Regions from separate parts of the Mus musculus genome. Here all the other regions are linked to region 1. The links are chromatin contacts, called in public Hi-C and HiChIP or PLAC-seq maps. All regions are on one chromosome and are shown on one strand. Each heading gives the region's core, a stretch centred on a gene start, on an enhancer-like site or on the middle of the called end of the contact. The rest is flanking DNA. Distances are from core to core; before and after follow the strand shown.

Region 1 (3,107 bases), core at 284-2,783:
TAACCAAGTCGTCAGCAGTGTCTGCGATACACCATCATTTAGCCGCAGTTCTTGCCCTTACCTCTTCACTTTATTTACGAAATTTGCATGCTACAATATAAACTTGAATGAAAAATGCATTTGAAGGTGAGCCTCCCCGATATCCAGTCCTCGTCAGGATCATTACCATCTTCCTGAGAAACCACTGGGGTCTTTCGTGCATTTGCTTGTCTGTGCCAAATGCAGTCTGCCCTTCAGACTGGGATCTCGCAGAGGCAGGCAGAGCTGTGCCGTTAGTTTCTCTTACTTTAAAAAGCCTCCCAGTTTCTGAGAGTTCTCGCCAGGACTCTCATCTCAGTCTGCGTTTTGTAAAACAAATACGGTTTTGTACAAGTATTTAAAAAAAAATCATGGAGCAGATCGAAGTGAATTCTTCCTGACCACAGACGGTATCTAGCAGACACAAATTTCTTCAGAGCTTTGTGAAGAGCTGTAGCAAAATTCCAAACTAAACCTGTCCCATTTCAAGAGCAAATATGCCTATGTGGGGAGAAAGGTGGGGTGGGGTGTGACCCTCCCAGACCACTTACATTAAGAAACAAACCAAACAGAAGTTCAAAAGGTATTTACATTTAAGTGGCGGGGAAAGAAATTTTCAGCTAATTTGAGGATTGTGTTGTTTCTTGTACCACCCCCAACCAGTCAATTTATATAAAAACCTACAGTTATAATATCTGCTATATTTTAAGATTTTTACTTGACTGAACAGATTTTAAAATGCTTGCGAAGGTTTGTTTCCCCTTCGTTGTATGATGAAAAGAAATACCACATTTTAAAATTAAATTGAATAAGTGCTTGACTACTCCACCCCACACACAGGAATACAGACCTACTTGCCTATCAGCACACTAAATTCAGCTAGTTCCTCCTGCAAAACATTCATTTTAAGAATCCCTATTGTTTTATTTTAGTGCATTTGTTTGGAGACTTTTAAAAACTGACTATGAACAAGGAAACAATAAATGCATAGGCAATTTAGAGCACAGGCAGGCCTCCTTATGAGACCGTGTAGCGCATTTGTGGGTGTTGTTATTGTTGTTGTTGCAATCTAGCTAATAAAGGCTTTCTCTTGCACAAGAGAATTTTGACAGGGTTGACTCCAGACAGCTCTCCAGCTGAGGTCTGGGACCTTGCTGAACCTTCAGAATTTTCCCATTTGAGCTGCATCAAAGTGAAGGAAATTCAAGGATCACTAACGTCTCAGATGGTAGCACTTGCCCTAACAACGAAGGTTCAGGAATTCTTTGGAGCAGACTGAGGTCATTTTTCTCCCCTTTTCTCCTAATGCTTTTCTCTATTAATCAGAGCTCAGAGCTCAGATTGGTGTTCAACTTCCTCCCAATCCTTGCTAAGCCTGTCATTTCTGGCTATTATTTACTTTAATGGACTTTGGCTGATCCCTTATGAAGCTTTGGATCTGAGAATAATAAGGCTGGAGAGTAACGGGCATAGACATGGGTGTGGGTTTGCCTGCAGATTAACCGTGGCAGATGGGCTTTATTGCGGTTTCCTGTGTACTGAGTGTTGATTGAGAGGGTATAATGAGAGAGGTGGTGTCTACACAATAGTCACGGCCACTTCATTGCACTTTGCGTCTAAACAACCCCATTTTTCTAAATCTTTGGGTTGTGAAATTTTAGGAAGTCAGAGCACAGGGACAAGTACAAAAACAACTGTAAATAACCATGAATGTTAATCCAACACTAATTGGTCCTTTCTTTCAATATGAGTCCATTTTGCTCAGTTTTTAAAATTCTGGGTAAATTAATGGCAAAGAGAGTGAAACAAAAAGTTCTTGCACTTGGCTGAAATAGTGAGCAACACGTATACATGTATTTCTCTCTCTCTCTCTCTCTCTCTCTCTCTCTCTCTCTCTCTCTGTGTGTGTGTGTGTGTGTGTGTGTGTGTGTGTGTGTGTGCGCGTGTGTGTATATTTTTGTTTTGTTTTGTTTTTTATCTGTTTTGTTTTGGTCTTCATGTTTTTGTTAATCTGCTTGCTTTTATTAAACATATGCTGTATTTAACTTTAACATCAGACAATAGATGTTCAAGTTGTGGTGACTTCCATAAGCCTTTAGATAGGAATATCTTCAAAACTGATGCTAGCACAATTGCTTTATCCTATGCAGGGTAAGTCAGTGAATGTGGACCCTTTTATATTCCATGTGTTTAATTCAAGCGTCTGCTTGACTGTAACCTACCATGCGGTTAATACATTTTTGTTATAGGTACGATCTAACAGTCTTTTACACGTTGCTCATATTTAAGATTTTACTTAATTCCTCCCTTTCATTAGTGGATTAAATCACAATCATTGGTTCTTTTTTTTCTTTGGGGGCTTTTACCCATCTGTTTTAATGCTTTCATCCTGCACCTCTTGGTCTCAGAGGGGTGTTTGGAAAATGAACCGCCAAAACCTGGAGAAGACTCTAGGTCAAGTTTTCGTCCAAGACTTTAAATTTTTAGTGACAGTCCTCTCTCATGGCTGCCTGAAATTTTGCACACAGTGCTGCACAAGCGAGCACCACCAATTATTCGTTTCCTTTGAAAACCATTATCAAGTTTTTCAAAACTTCTTTCATTTCACTGTTGTCATTCAGTGAAAAGGAAACTAACCACCGTGTCAAGACAACTCAGCTGCCTAGCAACGCAGGGCCACATTTTAACTCTGACTTGCTTCTGGTCTTGACTAATAGAAAGTGACTATGTTAAGCCAGTCACAAACGTTGTTTGTCACTTCTGAAATCCAAACAAAACTATATTGTTTTCCAAAGTATTGGATGTGATTGATGTAAAGATTTACAGTAACATCATTCATTTTCTCTTGTGTTTCAGTAGGATTGATGTCATATCTTTTCATGCTTTATTAAATGCTTTAAAAGGCCTCAAAAAACATGACGCTTTTTGTCCATTAAGAAGTCTAAAAAGAAGGGCATTTTTTTTTCCTTTCCAGTGCACTAGGCTTCAACAACTTGTGAAGTTTAATGAATCTATTCAACTAGTGTCAGCCACATCAATAAGTAATTTAATAAGAAACTATCAGTCATAAAGGATAATTCAATTCAAAC
Region 2 (3,107 bases), core at 388-2,887, 870 kb before region 1:
CCCTGGTCATAATCAAATGTGTGAGAGAAGGACCCCTAACTTAACATGGACCTACCGGACACTGCCTCTCATGAACGTGCAACCAGGAGTAGAAAGCACTTATTAGGTTATGGGTTTATAACACACTAATTCATGAGGTAAGGGGAAACAATATTCAACAATACAATCTACATACCCAGCTGTCTTTCAAAAATTAAAAGTGCAGTAAACGAGGGAAAAACAAACCAAATAAGAATTTGAAAGGGAAACTGGTGGAAGATTTCTAAATCCTTCTGACTCCAGATTCATTTCTACACTTGAGATCCATGAAGGCTCCCGATTAACATTACAAGAATGTTTTCTGTTTACTTCCCACTGTCTGCTTAACTCTTTGAGTTCAATGCTTCCTTACAAATGAGCACTTATCCTATTCCAAATGAAAAAAAAAAAAAAAAAAAAAGAAGAGAAACAGACAGAAACTGTTGTTTTAAAATGTCATTTTGATGTCAATACTGAATTTACCTTTTATGGAAATCAGTTTATGACCAAAATAAACTTCATTCAATGTGAGGACAAACTCAAGAGATTTTTTTCATTAAAAATAAATGATACTTTCATTAACTCATGGCTGTGGGACTCATGTCTTTTATCCATAGAAATTGACCATAATACTATAGGAAAAAGCAATTAGTTGCTCAAGTGATTTCAATAGATCAGTAGTTGGCCAACTGTTCCAACTTGAAAAGATTTTTATCAAATATCTGTCATTTCATAATTAGGTACTCCCTTCAGCCAAAGGGAAAATGACCAATTGTCAATAACTGTTCCAAAGCAAACTCTCCTCTCCTGTTCAGGGGTGTCTTGCTTACAGTGACACTCCCTAAGAGAACAAAAGCCTTCCCTCCACTTGAAGACAGAAAGAGCTATCATGAAGTGAGAGTCAGGTTTTCCTTTCTCCCAGAACATCAACTGTTTTCTTAGCCAGCAAAAATCTTTTTAAAGCAATGGTTAATTGCTTTACAAAAAAAAAAAAAAATAAGAAAAGCAATGGTTTCCATTGAACTCTAAGTAACTAACCCATGGAGTATTTCAATAACTAGACTGGAATTAGTTTTCATAAAACTAAAACTTAGTAAAAACACTAAATGCCTAATGAGTCACTGGCCAGTTTCATTTGTGTTAGGGCTGAAGTTGTTTACCACCATAGTCAATTCATGCTGTCTGCTTTTGTGCTCCAACAATAAGTATACAGCTTTCCACTTCAGCAGACTAAAGCCAGGGTGTGTTCATGATTTCTCTACCAACAGCTAAAATTACCCAGATCTGCTTCACCTCCTGCCTCTCTCTGCTTTCCTGTTTTCACATTACAGACCTCCTGCCTCCTGCTCTTAAAATTGTGTGAGGATTATAGCAAATACTATTTGAGTGATCTTTTTATAAGTTCTTGGCTTACTTAAGGAAAGTCAATATATAAAACTCATAAGACGTACTTAGTGATAATAAAGACCTTCATTGACTGCAGATGATGAAGCTAACAACCTCCACTTGATGTTTATAAATCATAGTTTGCCTGGCACTTTGGCAATATTCCTTCAATTCCATACACACTTTTAGTAGTTAGGCACTGTGACCACATGGCTTTTTCCTAGCATGTTTCCTGAATACGGTGCCAATCAAGCGAAAAGAAAATGTTTAATCTATGACACGGTCTATGGCCAGTTCAAGTTGACCTCATCTGTCATTTTCTTAAGCAGGAGCTTTTAAATATAGCCAAAGGGCACAGCACTAAGTTGCGTAAGACATATGGTGAAAGTATGACTCTACTGCCATTAAGGTGTCATTGTTAATACCTCATTGACAAAGTAGCAACATGCTCAAACATGAAAGTCTTGCACTGTTCCTAAGGGAATTGCTTTATTCATCTGCTGGGTAAATGTGCAACTTGTTTCTACTATATAGACCTTGAAATGTGAGCTACATATGAAAGGGCCAGTAAAACATATGGAAGACTGTGCATGGGTCAAAAATTCTAATTGCACAATTTGTTGTTTGTAATTCTGATTTGTAGATGAATATCAAATACACAGTTTAATTGCAATGTTATATATATGCATGACATGTAGAAAATATCTATTTAAATCTCATATGAAAGGTAATAAAAGGACCATCTATGTATAGCTAGCCCACCATAATATTGTTATTTAGTCATATAAAATATTCGAAATGTAATTGAGGAAAATACGTAATAAAAAAATTTAAAAAATAAATAAATAAAATAAAATATTCAAGAACTAGAAAAAGAGTAATAAAGAAAAATAACTTTCTGAAAACGTTCTTGTTAGGAATATATTCTAGAAAATTATTACATTTATAAGATTGATAAAAATTGCAATTTTATGACTTATAGTATGGAGAATTAAACAGAAATGTAGGATTTCAGCAGAAACTCATTTCCTAGCAAATGTTTTCTTTATCCCTCACAGAAACAGTAGCAAGCCTAAAGTAACAGTAACTTTAGAATTTCTCTTTATTATGTAAGTATCACCTTATTTTTTATCTTTGTTTTATTTTAATTAGAAATATTAAGTAATATTTTTCTTTTTTTCTTTTTTACATAAAAGGTCATTTTTTCCAATTTTTATAGGTATTTTTTCATTTACATTTCAAATGCTATCCCGAAAGTCCCCCAGATCCTCTCTCCCACTCCCCTACCGCCCACTCCCACTTCTTGGCCCTGGCGTTCCCCCATACTGAGGCATATAAAGTTTGCAAGACCAAGGGGCCTCTCTTCCCAATGATGGCTGACTAGGAATGTAAGCAGGAGTGGTGGAGGGAAGGATCAAGAAAGGTGGAGAGGGAAGTATTTAATAGAAAATTTCAGTTTCTGTAGTGTTCCACTAAATATTTCTTCTATTTTTAAATGAACTGATAGTGCAACCAGCTTGAATATTTTATTCTTTATTCTACCACCTTAAGGCCAAGTAAATACACCCTGGTCTCCATCTGGTTTTTAACACCCTCTTACAGATCCTGAATTAACTTCTAGGCATGACGGTGCCCCTACCTCCATGCCACCAGACTGGAAAGATATGTGCCACATCAAGCTTATTCTAAAGGAAAGACGTGAA
Region 3 (3,107 bases), core at 220-2,719, 850 kb before region 1:
CACTGACCTTTTCTCCACAATTTTTAACTGTTCAGTTGCTATCTTTGTGAACTACCAAAGCTCCCCAACTTCTCTTTTGAAATATAATCTGGTTTTGTTATTCTAACTCTTCTTCACCAGATTAACATGGAAAAGGACTCTAGTCCACGTTCATGTTCTCTTTTCCCCTTTTGAGATGTCTGTTTTCTGTTTTACAAAGTGGTCTTGAAACCCTACGCTCAAGATAACCTCTAGCCTCAGGCTCCATACTTGTTAGAACTGGAGGACCAACCCATCCACCTAAACTTCTAGAATAACTGTGAAACTCCTTTAAGTAAGCATTTGAAAGCTTCCTAAAACAATAGCTAGATAATGAAATCCATATTTCAGAATATAAAATACTGTTACAGAATACAAAATACTGGGTTAATCATTTGTAATAAATGTCCCACTTGAAGTGGGCTATTGGTAGCAGGGAGGATTGTGAAACTGAGGAAAACTACACATCTTACTATACACATAAGAACACTATTATTCAAGTAATGAAAAGTCAACTTGAACTGAGCTTTGAAAATAAGGCTGCTGTTGAAATTTCTCCTAAAATAATACAAGTACACAAAGGGATGAGTATAATTCCTGATATATTTTTATTGAACATACCTTCTTCCCAAGGCTAATTAAACATGAAAACATAACACCAAATTTATTTTATTTGGGTAATAGATCCTTAAGCTAATACAAAGCATAAAAGCAGATTACTTTTAGTTTTCTAGCAATATTTCAGTATGCCATAGTAGTATTACCAAAATATCTCACCTGCTGAACAAATGTAGACACAACAGAATTTTAGTCTCCAAATGAAAATGTCTGTTATGCTCACAGTTTTGAACTATTTTCTTTTACATGATTGTGCATATCCAACACATGCACAGGCACAATGAAGAGGCGCCAGCAAGTCATTTAGTCATTACTGAATTTCTTATACTTTCAACAGGATGGAAATAATCACCTGTTAGTTAATCTATTTTCAAAACTCATACTATAAAGTATGTTTCAACCTTCAGAATTCTTTGTAATCACTCTACCTTTAGTTAAACAACTCATCATATATCTTGTGGCTGTGGCTTAGTGCTTAGACATCATCTCAAAAGCACACAGTGAAATAATCTAAAGCATACACAGTACAATAGTGAAAATAAAAAGGTAAGAATTTCAAATGTAAACTAAAAAATGTTCTCTCTGGAAAACGTTGAGTATTTGCAATGCCATATCAAATTTAAAACATTGTTTGCATCCATTTTTGGTGAAACAATCTTGCCTTCCATTTTTAAAATAACCTATCAGATCAAATCAAGATGTGCTAAAAGGAAAAACTCATTTCCATTTTGACAAAAATTAAGTGGTTCTAGTCTCCCCAGGGATGTCATCATCTTCTGCCAATGCACAGCTTTTAGGGTTGTGAAGGAAGTCTACAGAACCCAGCCCAGTGAGCCAAAGCCGTTGAATCAGCCCTCGTAATAATCAGTGGGATGCCGATGCCACAGCCAGGCGACACTCAGAGCCACAAAGAAAATGCACTTTGTGCCAAGAAAGAATGCAAACACGACAGTGTCTTTCAGGCATAAGGGAATTCAACAAGATGTTTTTCCTAAATTCTGTTGTTGCTATTAAAAGCCAGAATTCGGTCCCCAGCCCCACATAGACAAAGTGAATAGACTTAATAAAAATTTAAAGTAAATCCTTTCTCTTGCAAAACTGTAATTAAAGACATAGAGTTGAACAACATGATGGTGATTTTACATTTTACTAATAGCGTAGCCTACACAAATATTCCACCATGGCAATTCAACAGCAGTAGCGTGCTGTTAATTTCTGTATAAGATGGAAGATGAAGTGATTCACAGAAAATATAATTGATCATTTCTCACTGCTGCATAAATCGTATTTGTTATAAAAGTTTAAAAGCCACATTTATGCCTTAAATTATTAAAGCAAATATAATACAGAATGCTTCTACACTATATTGTTTTCCAAGGGTTATCACGGAATCTTCACCATTTATCATACATGTACTTCTGTCTTTTTTCTACTCAGGGGCACAGCATGAAAAAACTTCATTTCACATTGAAACATCACTGTGTGGAACAGTGTGATGAAATGAGACACAGGAGGAGTTATACTCCGGTAAACAGTTGGTCCACGGGAATGATAGCATTTTATGCTGAGACTGATATATCAATTTTAAGTTCTAAGAGATGACTGATCTGAAAGCCAGAGTGTCACTAGTGATGAACTATACACATGTGAAAAATTACAGGTAACGTGAGTGAGCCTGCTGAGAGGCCTCTCACCCAGGGATGTTTTACAAACCAACACAGAATGGGATGGGTCCTCCTCCCAGGATGGCTCTGATTAATTATTCTACATCACTGGTGGACAAAAAGCATTCGGTTTGTCATGGAAATATAAAATGTGTCACAAAATAAGCCAGCTTCACCATTAGAATAAATGTGCCTGGAAACGTATCTCACACTAGCATCTTTGCATGCATACATTTTATAAGAAAAAGAGAGAGCCAGGGGTTTTAGGTGGAAAACTATTTCCACACAGCAATATGAGAAAAGGATTCGTGGTACTATTTTTCTTGGCTCAAATAAAAGAAACATTACCTAGTTTTGTTTTAACCCACATTTTTAAAGTGCAAAATATTTCTCACTGTTTATATAAACTGTAGAACAATATTGAAAATATTTTCTTAATTAAAATAAGAAGCTTCAGAGTTCCTGCTGCTAATACAGACACTTGGACACAAACTAATATGTAGCATATCAAAATATGAAACATTAGCTTTTTAAATATTAAATGGATCACTAACCTATGTAAGATTGAAATAATAATCTTTGTGCCTTCTTTATAAGCAGAGGTTTTTTTTATTTTTTTAAATGGGAATGATGCAATGATTTCTGAAAGAGTCACAGAATGAAATGACATTTGGCAAGTTTGTTTCCATTCTCTACTAGTCAATATTTTGTAAGACTATGGGGAAAGTTCTTTTTTTCCACAAAAGGTAGTTATACAAGTGGTATCAAATAGCAGAACAGGATTTATATGGGGTTGTATTTAAAAAT

Evidence for each region. A called contact is a pair of places that touch in the nucleus more often than the background predicts. HiChIP or PLAC-seq counts read pairs in DNA pulled down with a chosen protein or histone mark.
Region 2: an H3K4me3 HiChIP or PLAC-seq map of neural tube shows a contact between it and region 1, with 11 times the contacts expected there. The contact joins two enhancer-like sites. A contact is called at or near these places in 5 of 484 Hi-C or Micro-C datasets (cerebellum, embryonic stem cells, myocytes and 2 more), 1 of 115 datasets of contacts at active chromatin or transcription factors (neural tube) and 1 of 9 other capture datasets (embryonic trunk).
Region 3: a contact with region 1 is called in a Hi-C map of cerebellar granule neurons, with 4 times the contacts expected there. The contact joins two enhancer-like sites. A contact is called at or near these places in 5 of 484 Hi-C or Micro-C datasets (cerebellar granule neurons, cerebellum and neural progenitor cells), 2 of 115 datasets of contacts at active chromatin or transcription factors (astrocytes and embryonic basal ganglia) and 1 of 9 other capture datasets (embryonic trunk).

Annotation. Positions count from the first base shown.
Region 1 is chr9:90,691,562-90,694,668 of GRCm38.p6, reverse strand. All of the region lies in intron 1 of Gm30905 (a long non-coding RNA gene), which reads left to right. Among named protein-coding and RNA genes, the nearest start is that of Gm30905, 12 kb to the left of the region's middle. Within about 2 kb of position 1,533, at least 25 of the 459 cell types and tissues checked have an H3K27ac peak or open chromatin away from gene starts, as enhancers often do. A contact at or near this core is called in cerebellar granule neurons, cerebellum and neural tube, where this site is marked.
Region 2 is chr9:91,564,876-91,567,982 of GRCm38.p6, reverse strand. The region is part of intron 3 of Gm29478 (a long non-coding RNA gene); the gene reads right to left. Among named protein-coding and RNA genes, the nearest start is that of Gm39400, 140 kb to the left of the region's middle. Within about 2 kb of position 1,637, at least 4 of the 459 cell types and tissues checked have an H3K27ac peak or open chromatin away from gene starts, as enhancers often do. A contact at or near this core is called in neural tube, where this site is marked.
Region 3 is chr9:91,543,978-91,547,084 of GRCm38.p6, reverse strand. The region is part of intron 2 of Gm29478 (a long non-coding RNA gene); the gene reads right to left. Among named protein-coding and RNA genes, the nearest start is that of Gm29478, 140 kb to the right of the region's middle. Within about 2 kb of position 1,469, at least 3 of the 459 cell types and tissues checked have an H3K27ac peak or open chromatin away from gene starts, as enhancers often do. A contact at or near this core is called in cerebellar granule neurons and cerebellum, where this site is marked.